Regions from separate parts of the Bos taurus genome. Here region 2 is linked to region 1. A link is a contact called in public Hi-C data. All regions are on one chromosome and are shown on one strand. The core of a region is the stretch at or near the end of the contact, and the rest is flanking DNA. Distances in the headings are between cores, read along the strand shown. Region 1 holds the start of SPTY2D1 (SPT2 chromatin protein domain containing 1). Region 2 holds the start of GTF2H1 (general transcription factor IIH subunit 1).

Region 1 (5,260 bases), core at 1,956-4,455:
AGATTATCATACTGAGTGAAGTCAAGACAGAGAAAGACAAATACATGATAAATGTGGAACCTAAAAAAATGGTACAAATGAACTTATTTACAAAACAGAAATAGTCACAAATGTAAAAAACAAACTGATGGTTACCAGAGGGAATGGGGAAGAGGGATAAACTGGATGATTGGGGCTGAAATATATACACTACTATACATAAAATCGATAATAAAGACCTACTGTATTGCACAGGCTTTCCTGGTGGCTCAGACAGTATAGAATCCACCTGCAATGCAGGATACCCAGGTTCAATCTAAAGGTCAGGAAAATCCCCTGGAGAAGGGAATAGCAACCCACTCTAGTATCTTTGGAGAACCTCATGAAAAGAGGAGCCTGGAAGGCTCATGGGGTCGAAAAAAGTCCAGCACGGCTGAGTGACTGAGCATACATATATAGCAGAGGCAACTCTACTCAGTACTCTGTAATGACCTATATGGGAAAAGAATCTAAAAAAGAGTGGCTATATGTATATGGAAAACTGACTCATTTTACTGTTCACCTCAAGGGTCCACAGACCCCCAAATCCTTATATCTCTAATACCGTATGAAGGCTTCCTCTTTACTTTCTGATTTGAGGGTCACACCACAGTTACAGTATCTTTCCTGGGACAGTTTTCAGTCTGACTGTGAGAAAAACCATGTATCTTGCTTTGTGCACCACAAGACATCAATTATAGTTACTTGAAACCTGCTTTTGCTAGAGGAACTCAGTGAGAAAAATATTAAGGGTAAAGTTACCCAAAATATCTTTTCTCCTTTATATATAAACAAAGCTAATAACAGTGACTGGTTACATCACCTTGATCAGCTGTGGGGTTTTTTTGTATTCAGTTTTCCACTGGGAAAAGACAGCACGCCTGGTATTTCTAGGCATGATGCAATCCTCCTTTGGTTTTAACCAAAATCTTTTACAGATAACTATTTCTCTTAAAAAGAAACAATATGAACGAAAGCTGTCCCAAATAGGAACTGTTCATTGCTTTTCAAGTCAGATATAGTAGACATTTCTTTAAATAAAGAGTTCAAAGTGGCTGTACAGGTGTTTCAGATTTTAGCCTCCCTTGGATTTTAGTCTAATCAACGCCAGTATATTTCCTTTCTGTAACAAAGGTGTGAAAAAGGAACTTGATGACTGAAATTCAAAGTCAACTATGATACGATCCAAATGGAAGGTGGGGACAAAGATGGCTAAAAGAGAAATACAAACCAAGCCCTAGAGAAGGATGGATAACTCAGTATTTGTGAAGCAGGGTATGTGTGCGTGTGTGTGGTGTGTGTGTATTGTAATGCTGTTTGACTTGGATGTTGGTTTATAAGGATACTTGCTTTGTAGTACTCTCACACTGTGCAGTATGTTAGATTTCAGAACTCATAGCGTGAGCTAAAAGGCTTCACTTGGAGCTGATAAACAATATAACTTAAAACAATCAGATGACTTAAGATCATGGATGAAATTTAACACAATCTTGCTCTATTCCTCAATAATTTCTTTTGTGTTTTACTGTTATCTGAAGTAAAAAGATAAGGATTATAGTGCTGATAACTAAATGAAACCTCCAGGCTCACTAGCTTTTGGGGCGAGTGGGAGGGAAAAACATACTTTCATGAAGTATATGCCTATATTCATCTATTAAATTTTAAATGACCTCACCAATTCACCCATTTTCCTTTCTGCTTCCAATCTTTGTTATTCCAATCATAGATCAGTAATGTATATATTCTGAAATACAGACATAATTTGAAATCTCCCACTCTAGAAATATGTACTTCTCTGTCAGCGATCTTTGGTTTTCAGAAGAAACAACTAACTTGGTTCTGATTCTTCCACAGTCCTGGGCTTCAGGGCAAGTATTATCTTTCTTTGACCTCCACTGAAATTGAGGAGGATGTAGAAAGAAATATGGACCCAATTATGCAAAGATAAATGCTACTAGATCCAATATTGACTTGCCTAGGAAATTTACAGAGGCTGAAAATAATTCTGTCTTTCAAGGTTTCATAACTTCAAGATCATTCAGAGTATTTGAGATGGGATGCGAATACATACAATAAACTGATCAATATCGGTTTTATTTACCAGTTATTTTTACATCAATATCTTCAAAAGAGTAAAAGAATGAGCACAGGAGAGGAAAATAAATATTGCAAGTATACAAAAATCTAAGAAATGCAGAACACATGATGAGAGCTCAGTAAGATCTAGTTGAACTGACTTAAAAAGAGCGCCGTTTGAGCTCCACACCTCGTCGCTCAAACCGCAGGTATCACAATGCAATTTATCGGTTTACAGCTGGGGCTGTGGTACCATCTGAGGATCCTGAAATGATTAGTTTATGCAAAACAGCTACACCCTCGCAAACCAGGCCCTCACCACCACTACTGCATTTAGATACTGAAGTCTTACACCGCTCAGCGAATTAGCGAACCTCACAGGGTAAATGGGACCTAGATTTCAAACAACAACTAATCTGGAAGACCACAGGTAAACGGAAACTGAAACTATTTCTCTCATTCTGTTGGCCAAAATTTCGTGGAATCCACTCACACTCCCTTCCTAGGGAGGTGATAATTCAATCACCTGGTTGGCTGAGTGGGTGGGGAACACAAGTTTAAAAACTTGTTCGGGAAACTACACAACGTTTGACTCAAAGATCAGCGGAAAATCAGCTCAAAAACTATCAGGCCAAGTCCCTAATACTCCTGAACTCCCCAACCTCTGGGTTGAAGTTTATGCCGAAGCTAGAAACTACGAGCATTAGATTCCACTACGTGCCAGGCACGGCTCTACTCTCCAGCTTTCACGCAACTCTAAAATACCCTAAACGCAAAGTTCAAGTTGTAGGGGTAACTAAGCCGAAACAAACCAAATCCGCTCGTCAGCACGCACTCGCTTGCTTATCTCAAGCCCCCAGTAACTTCACCCCCCTGTACCCAGAAGTACATGTCCAAAAGTAAAAAAAGAAAAAATACGGCGTCCAGATCTTTCTTATCCTGGAGCCGGTGTGCTGATTCCTGGAAGTTCCAAGGACCACACACTCGGAACTTGAAGACCAGGATCTCCTATAGTCGCGCCCCGGCTGATACTTACCGGCACGTTGTTGACACCCTGCGCTTTGGAAGCTATCAGGAGAATTTCCCTAAAGTCCATTCTGGTCGAGGAGGAGGACTGGGCCAGCCTCTCGGAGAGGAGGGAAAGCGCGCCTTACCGAGGCGACCAGCAACAGCCTAATGATCTGTCTGGCCAGCCTCTCTCCCACCCCTCCTCTGCACGACCACTTCCGGCGCTTTCCAATGCCGTCTGCCCGCCCACTTTCCTCCAGAGGCCAGTATCCTTTCAGGCCCGCCGCTTCCCTCGCGAGTCTTTGGCGTAACTTCCGCTTTCAGGCTCGAGACACGTAGAAACGTGGTACGTGGCTGCTGGCGTCCGCTCGAAGGGGCGGGACTAAGCCCTTCCCGGACCAAGGAGACTCGACCTGTAAACTGGGGGGCGTGGCCAACGGAAAGAGCCGCTTCCCTGGAGGCGCTGGCGCAAGGCCTGTTTTCGTGCTCCGTGTGCACTCTCGTGCGCTAGAGCGAGGGCGGGGTGAGGCGTTACTACCGGCTATCTGAGTGTCACGGTTGGACGCTCAGGTCCGAGACGGCGGTACCTCAACAGCAGAACCGACAGGTCTCGAGCAGGGGGTTACAGTTAGGCGTTTGTAGGCACTCGCCAGGCTGCGCAGATGCGAACGACACCGACTGGTCCCCTGTCCTGGGAACGCTTGATTCTTCGCATCCCGGCATAGGGTGTGTGGTCACCTCCTACACAGATACAGGCGTGTGATGTATAGAGGCGCCCGCTTACTGCTTTTGCTTCATTTTCGATAATAAGCCCCACGTAGGGCAGCCAACTGTGCTTTGTGTAGTGGCTGAATGGAGAAATTTCTCACAGACCCAGCCTAGATATATTTGGTGCACTGATCAAAATGTACATATATGGCCCAATTTCACATTTGTTGGGAGTCCAGTCCTGGCTTCCTCTTAAGGGTTATTTGGGGTCTCTAAGGTCATTTCTAATTAGTGTAAAGTACACTAATCAGGCAGACTGGCTGTGGCTAAGAATAGGTGGGAATCCACCGCAGCCAAGCAGTAGGGATCTTCCAGTGTGATGAAATTGGTCCAAGACTGGTTATACTGATGGCTGGGCTATATTTTTACTAATCATCGTACTCTTAAAACAAGTCAGTTTTACAGTGTGTAAATTATCTCAATAGGGTAAATTATCTCTGGTGGTGGTATATTCGTTAAAAATCTGACTGCCAATGTAGGGGACAGGGGTTGGATCCCTGGTCTAGGAAGATCCCACAGGCCACTGAGCAACTGAGCCTGTGCTCTATAAACTGTGTTCCACAACAAGCAATGAGAAACCTGCGCACCTGCAAGGAAGAGTAGCCCCTGCTCACTGCAACTATTGAAAGCCGGTGGGCAGCAATGAAGACTCAGAATAGCCATAAATAAATCTTTTAAAAAATCATCTCAATAAAGCTATTTAAAAGTATTAGGCAAAGCCTCTCTATCTTCCTCTTCCAATTAAGTTTTAAGGCTGAGGTGTGACCCTGACTACATTTCCCTGTTTAAGTTTGCCCAAAAAACAGACTGAGATTAAATCTTTGTCCAATGGCAGAACTGTAGTTCGCAAGGTTTTTATTCCATGTGGGGAGTCCAGCATAGCCCACGGTAGCCTATGCCATCTTGTTGTTCAGTCGATAAGTCATGTCCGACTCTTTGTGACCCCATGGACTGCAGCACAGCAGGCTTCCCTGTCCTTCACCATCTCTCTGAGCTTGTTCAAACTCATATCCATCAAGTTGCTGATGCCATCCAACCATCTCATCCTCTGTCCTCCCCCTGGCCCATTTTTCCTCATGCTTTCAATCTTTCCCAGCATCAAGGTCTTTTCCAATGAGTCAGCTCTTCACATCAGGTGGCCAAAGTATTGGAACTTCACCATCAGTCCTTCCAATGACTATTCACGGTTGATTTCCTTTTGGATTGACTGGTTTGATCTTGTAGTCCAAGGGACTCTCAAGTCATCTCCAGTACCACAAATCAGTTCTTCAGTGCTCAGCCTTCTTTATGGTCCAGCTCTCACATCTGTACATGACTACTGGAAAAACCATACCTTTGACTACACTGACCTTCGTCATATTGCCTTGCAAATACATATCAATCTGTTTTA
Region 2 (5,804 bases), core at 2,239-4,738, 250 kb before region 1:
TGCCTTCTCCAGGTGATAGTGTTACACCATTCCAAATTTATACCTTCCCTTGCGCTTACTATCTCTGAATAGACTCCTTACCTCCCAGACCCACTTAGCAAAATCTTCTCAGGCTTTCAGGTCTAGAATAAGTCCCACTTCTCATAATTCTCAAAGTGGAAGACTCACAGATATCTCGGTGCACACATCCACGTAATTCAAAAATTAATCTGAATTAAGCTTCTGGGTCTCTGAACATTTTCAGAAACGGAAAGGAAGTGCTCCCTCTCATGAAGCTGCACAGTCCACTCCTCCACAGCTCACACCATTATAAGGTACTTTTTTACTACTGGGCTGAAACCTGATGACTTGGAACTTTTACCAACTGTGGCTTCTACAGTTTAAGAAAATGTCTGCATGAATGCTAAGTCACTTCAGTCGTGTCTGACTTATTGCAACCCTATGTACTGTAGCCCACCAGGCTCTTCTGTCCATGGGATTCTCCAGGCAAGAGTACTAGAGTGTGTTGCATGCCCTCCTCCAGAGGATCTTCCCCACCCAGGGATCAAACCTGTGGCTCCTGCATTTTGATAGGCAGGTTCTTTACCAAGAGTGCCACCTGGGAAGCCCAAGGAAATGTTTACTCCTTACAAAACAGTCCTTCAGTATTTGAAAAATGTCATGAGGTCTTCTAAAAATTTAACACCAGTTCTTCAATCATTCTGACCTGACAATTTCCAAATTCCTCTCAGTTCTGATAAGCCTTCCACACATGCCTGAACATGTCTTGTCCAGAACTGAACATAAAACTCTTCAGTAGCTTAATAACCAGAACAGAGTAGAAACACTAACTTCCTTGACCTGGACACTAAGTTTCTATATTACATCCTAAAATAGTATCACAGAGGCAGTTTTTTGTGTTTTTTTTTTTTCCAGGTATGTTTTTAAAGTAGCCATGTCACACATCTGATTCAACAGAGAAAGAAGCTAACTAACACCCAAAGAAATTTTCAAACAATATTAATACAATCTTCCTAGCTAGTACCTGGGCTTCCCTGGTGACTTAGTGGTAAAGAATATGCCTGCCAATGCAGGAGACACAGATTCGATCCTTGGGTTGGGAAGATCTCCTGGTGAAGGAAATGCCAACCCACTCCAAAATCCTTGCCTGGGAAATTCCATGAATAGAGGCGCTTGGCAAGCTGTAATCCATGGAGTCACAAAAGAGTTGGAGACAACTTAGCAAGTAAACAACATCAGCCAGTACCTAGATACAGTAGAATTGAGCTCAAATTGAAAGCTGCTATTAATCAAATTCACCAATGGATATAAAAAGTACCCAGAAATTTTTAAGCTGTTCAAACAAGAACAGTAGAATGTTGATACTTGTTAAAGTTTGGTTAGGTATACATGAGGGTTCATTGTACTATTCTGTCTGTGTTTGAAATTTTTCTGAACAAGATTTTTTATTGAGGTACATATAGTTAAATTACAATGCTGTGTTAGTTTCAAGTGTACAGCTAAGTGACTTAGTCATACACATATATGCATTTAAGACTTTTAAGTAAATATTTAACAAGAATCTCTGTACAGATCTTTCTATAAACCTTCTGTGCCTCCATGGTGTAATATATGCTGTTTCTGGAATCTTCCTCCAAATAAAAAAAACCCTGTCTCTCCACAAAACTGAGTTTAACTATTACTTCTGTCACAGTTAGCCTAGCAAAACACTAAGCAAACAGAGGGTGACCATAAATGCTTACCAAAGTCAATGAAAAACCTTTTCAAGAGTTGGTTTACCAAAGGTCACAGAGCTCATAAGCAGAGGTGAGACTAAAATCCACTAATCTTGAGTCCAAATCTAATTACCTTTCCATTTCCCCTATTGCTTGATGGCAACATAAAAAGCAGTTGGATCAAAAAAAAGGTTTTTCTCTTGGCCTGCTGCTGCTGCTGCTAAGTCGCTTCAGTCGTGTCCGACTCTGTGCGACCCCATAGACGGCAGCCCACCAGGCTCCCCCGTCCCTGGGATTCTCCAGGCAAGAACACTGGAGTGGGTTGCCATTTCCTTCTCCAATGCATGAAAGTGAAAAGTGAAAAGGAAGTCGCTCAGTCCTGTCCCACTCTTAGCGACCCCATGGACTGCAGCCTACCAGGCTCCTCCGTCCATGGGATTTTCCAGGCAAGAGTACTGGAGTGGGGTCTCTTGGCCTAGTACTCATTTTACTGAACCAGTGTTTGCTGTGCGAACACCCAACGCAAATAACAGCGTTCTCTTTTCCCCACTAGATGCGTGGAAGGAAGAAGAGGCAAGAGAGAGGAAAAAGGAAGAAAAATTACAGATATTATGCCAAGGGGAAGTTGGGGATTTACTCATAATGGGATCTTTCTATAAAGAAGGCTAAACGCCAAAGAATTGATGCCTTTCGAACTGTGGTGCTGGAAAACACTCTTGAGAGTTCATTGGACAGCCAGATCAAACCAGTCTATCCCTAAAGGAAATCAACCGTGAATATTCATTAGGAGTGATGCTGAATTGAAGCTCCAATACTTTGGCCACCTGATGCGAAGAGCCGACTCCTTGGAAAAGACCCTGATCCTGGGAAAGACTGAGGGCAGGAGAAGGGGAGACAGAGGATGAAGGTTGGATAGCATCCTTGACTCAATGGACATGAGTTTGAGCTAACTCTGGGACACAGTGGAGGACAGCGAAGCCTGGAGTAGTGCAGCCCATGGGGTCGCAAAGTCGGACACGACTGAGTGACTCAACAACTCAAGTAATAGAGAACTCCTCTCTACCTTAGACCAAGAAATGGCGACTCACTCACTCATGCACTCAACATGCCTTGCACGCATCACTGCAGACATCTGACCACAAGCTCCCTGCCTAGCGAACTCCGAACTTAACAGCAGTTAACTTTAATACTACATTCAGATCTCTTGAAAGAAGCGGCGGTAATCAAGTTTTCAAAGTCAGGCTCCCAGCCTGTAGGTCTCAGCCCCTCTCCACCACCTCTAGGCTGGCAGCCCCCAACTTTCTGTGGGTCACAGCATCTCTCCAGGTTAGGCGCCCGCACACTCACCGCGCGCTAAGAGCCGCACCTGAGCTTCAGTCTTCCCTCCTACTCCTCCCTCCCAGGCTTACGTCATCCCGGAGCGCCGGGGACGCCGAGACAAAGCTGTTAACGGTACTTCCTCGTCACGTGACGGGTTACGCCCTGCTTGCGCGTGGTCCCTCCCCCTCCGGCCGCGGTCGCGATTACGCTCTCTGCGGCCTGCCCGCTGTCGGCCGAAGACGCAGCGCCGAACGGGACCGAAGGAGCTCTAGGCCAAAGGGGTGAGACAGCTAAGTTCCTGGGACCTTTCACCGCCTAAAGCCGGCGAGAGGAAATGAAACAGGCGCGCACCGGCGGAGGAGGGAGGGAACTAGCGGAAGGTGTCATGGCGGCCGTGCTCTGGGGTCACGTGTCCCGCAGACCCGCCTTCATACTTCCGGTCACGTGCCCTCAGAGTTCTCGCAGCCAGCGATGGAGGCGAGACCCCCTGGTAACAGAGGCGGTGGCGGCGGCGGCGGCTACTGGGTTTCAGCCTCTTTCCCGCAGCGTCTCTAAGAAGCTCAGCGGAACTCGACTCGACCCAGCGCAGTAACTTACTCCCTGCCCAGGGCCGTCTCCCACCTGGTAAGTTTAGACCGAAAAATGGGGTGGACGGTTGGGTGATGAGCTGACAGGCCTGGGGGCCGCAGGACGGCACGGTATCTGCCCCTTTTTCCTGTATCCCTGTCGCCGTTGCTGCAATTCCCAATTCTGCTGTCGGTTAGCCGTTTATTATAATGAAGAGAGGAAGAGGCGACTCCTAATCTGCCTGTCTATAGGAAGCCAACTCCTCCACTGAAAGCAGGGACTCAAAGATGTACCCGAAGCTGGGATAAGACTTGGCTCATGAGGGTGAAGGACGTGGAGGCCTCTCTCTGGCTGAGGAGCCCTTCCCGTTAGAAAATGTGCTATTGAGTCTTTCGGTTTCTGTTAAGGGAAAAGCTTTCATCTTAGTTCCACACTCCTTTTGCTTCGCTTGTCAATTCCTGTCCCTCTTAAAACGACCTTAACACGTGTGCCAGTTCACCCCGTCCCCGCCACTCACACACCAAGTTTTGATCTATGCCCAACTTGATCATGTTTAAGCACCAACACATGGAAATATATAGTTATTTTAGAAATTCTCAAAGGCTAAATTGTGTAAGGAAGTGTTTTCGGTTGACTCTTAAACACCTGTTTTAGGGTCTATAAAAAGAGGGAGGGGGAGGTGTGACGGGAGGAAAGAGATAAAAACTTAACCTTTTGCCCATTAACAGACCCAGTTTTAAAAACATACCAAAACTGTGTGGTTTAAAGTATACCTTGCAGTAAGTACTGACTCCATAAGGAAGTGGAACAATTTTTCCTAGTGAATTCTTACCAGAAACCCCAGACAAATAAAGCAACATGCCATGGTGGAATTGCATTTGGGAGCACCCATCCTACCCACTCAGCCTCCCCTCTTGGAACAGTTTGAAAATCACTGAACTCGACTTTGGTAACTAAAGCAAGGTTGCCAACCCTAAGGTAGATTTTGAAAAATCAAAGGTAGAAAAATGAAATGGAGAGGTCACAGCAGAGGGGAAGGTAACCTCTAGTATCAGGTTTATGGCATACAAAAGAACTAGGCTCTAGAACGAACTTTGTGTCCTTTAGCTGACCAAAATCCCTGGTTTGGAAAAGAGGGAGAGGTAATTTGGAGCCATTAAACCTGTTCTGCTACTCTCACTCAGCCAACACGTAGCAGTGCAGCAGATTTAAAGATTTGAGTCTCTTCTGCGTGGTATAATAAGAAGTACCTCAGTTCAGTTCAGTCGTATGGTAGTGCTAATGTGGAAAAAAAATCACAAACGCAGAGAGAGCTGTTTACTAGGAAGGTTGATGCAAAGACAGGAATTGGCTAAAAACAGTGCACCAGACGATCAGCTTTAGTCAGTTGTGGCTGCTTCCTGTACCTCCTGCCCTAAAGGCTTATATCTTCTTCCTGATGGTCTGTCTGTACATCTTTTAGCCCTGCTTTTCTGTGCTGCTGGTTTTCCCCTCACCATCAGAAGTTGTCAGGTGTACCTTGAGCTTTCCAAGCATCTTGCCCACTGTTTCTACTCCGTGGATACTGCTACTGGAAGTGTCTTTAGTCGTTTCCTGCTTTCTGCACTTTGATTACCAGCTGATTGCTCTCCTCTCACTTTTGGCATCCTCCTGTTGTCGGCATGCAGTATTTATTAGTGGATACAAGCCTCACTTCCCTCTGTCTTGCATCTCTGTGGCATTTCCTCCGCCTCCCTCTCCCTGCACTGCTGTAAAATGAAAAAGTGCTTGGTCTTAAAATTGCTACCTCAGTTTTTCCATTTAATGTCCTCCTTACATATGTGACTATCCTTAAAACAGTACATTTTGGTCACTCTGTACATACTTCCAAGGTCTTATTCCCTGTAGTGCTGAATTGTTAACATTTTTTAGGATTGCCTGACGGCAAGCAGCATTCCAGATCTCCATTTTGTATGCTGGCAGACACAGAAGCACTTTCTCTAATAATCCTCTTTTTAGAGAGAGATACGGAATTTATTTCATGTGTCGCTTGTTTTGTTTTCCTGCACCATTTATCTCTCACATTGGAAAGGGAATGGAAATGCAGAGATACAGGATGTAGGAAATGGAAAGTTAAAGATTTCTGCCAAACAGTTTCAAATTCTTCTTATCCCTTTTTACTTATAAGCCAGTTATTGGAATCTGTGAGGAATGGTACTCTGC

The links. Hi-C and Micro-C count contacts between places; a contact is called where the count stands out from the background.
Region 2: a contact with region 1 is called in a Hi-C map of skeletal muscle, with 5 times the contacts expected there. The contact joins the promoter of GTF2H1 here to the promoter of SPTY2D1 in region 1. A contact is called at or near these places in 2 of 11 Hi-C or Micro-C datasets (skeletal muscle and an unstated tissue).

Annotation. Positions count from the first base shown.
Region 1 is chr29:26,101,398-26,106,657 of ARS-UCD2.0, reverse strand. SPTY2D1 (SPT2 chromatin protein domain containing 1) reads right to left here and starts at 3,205. Exons shown (of 6, transcript NM_001205738.1): 1 at 3,131-3,205. The coding sequence starts at 3,190.
Region 2 is chr29:26,353,393-26,359,196 of ARS-UCD2.0, reverse strand. It overlaps GTF2H1 (general transcription factor IIH subunit 1), which reads left to right and starts at 3,488. Exons shown (of 15, transcript NM_001046150.1): 1 at 3,488-3,659. It also overlaps a transcript of HPS5 not described here.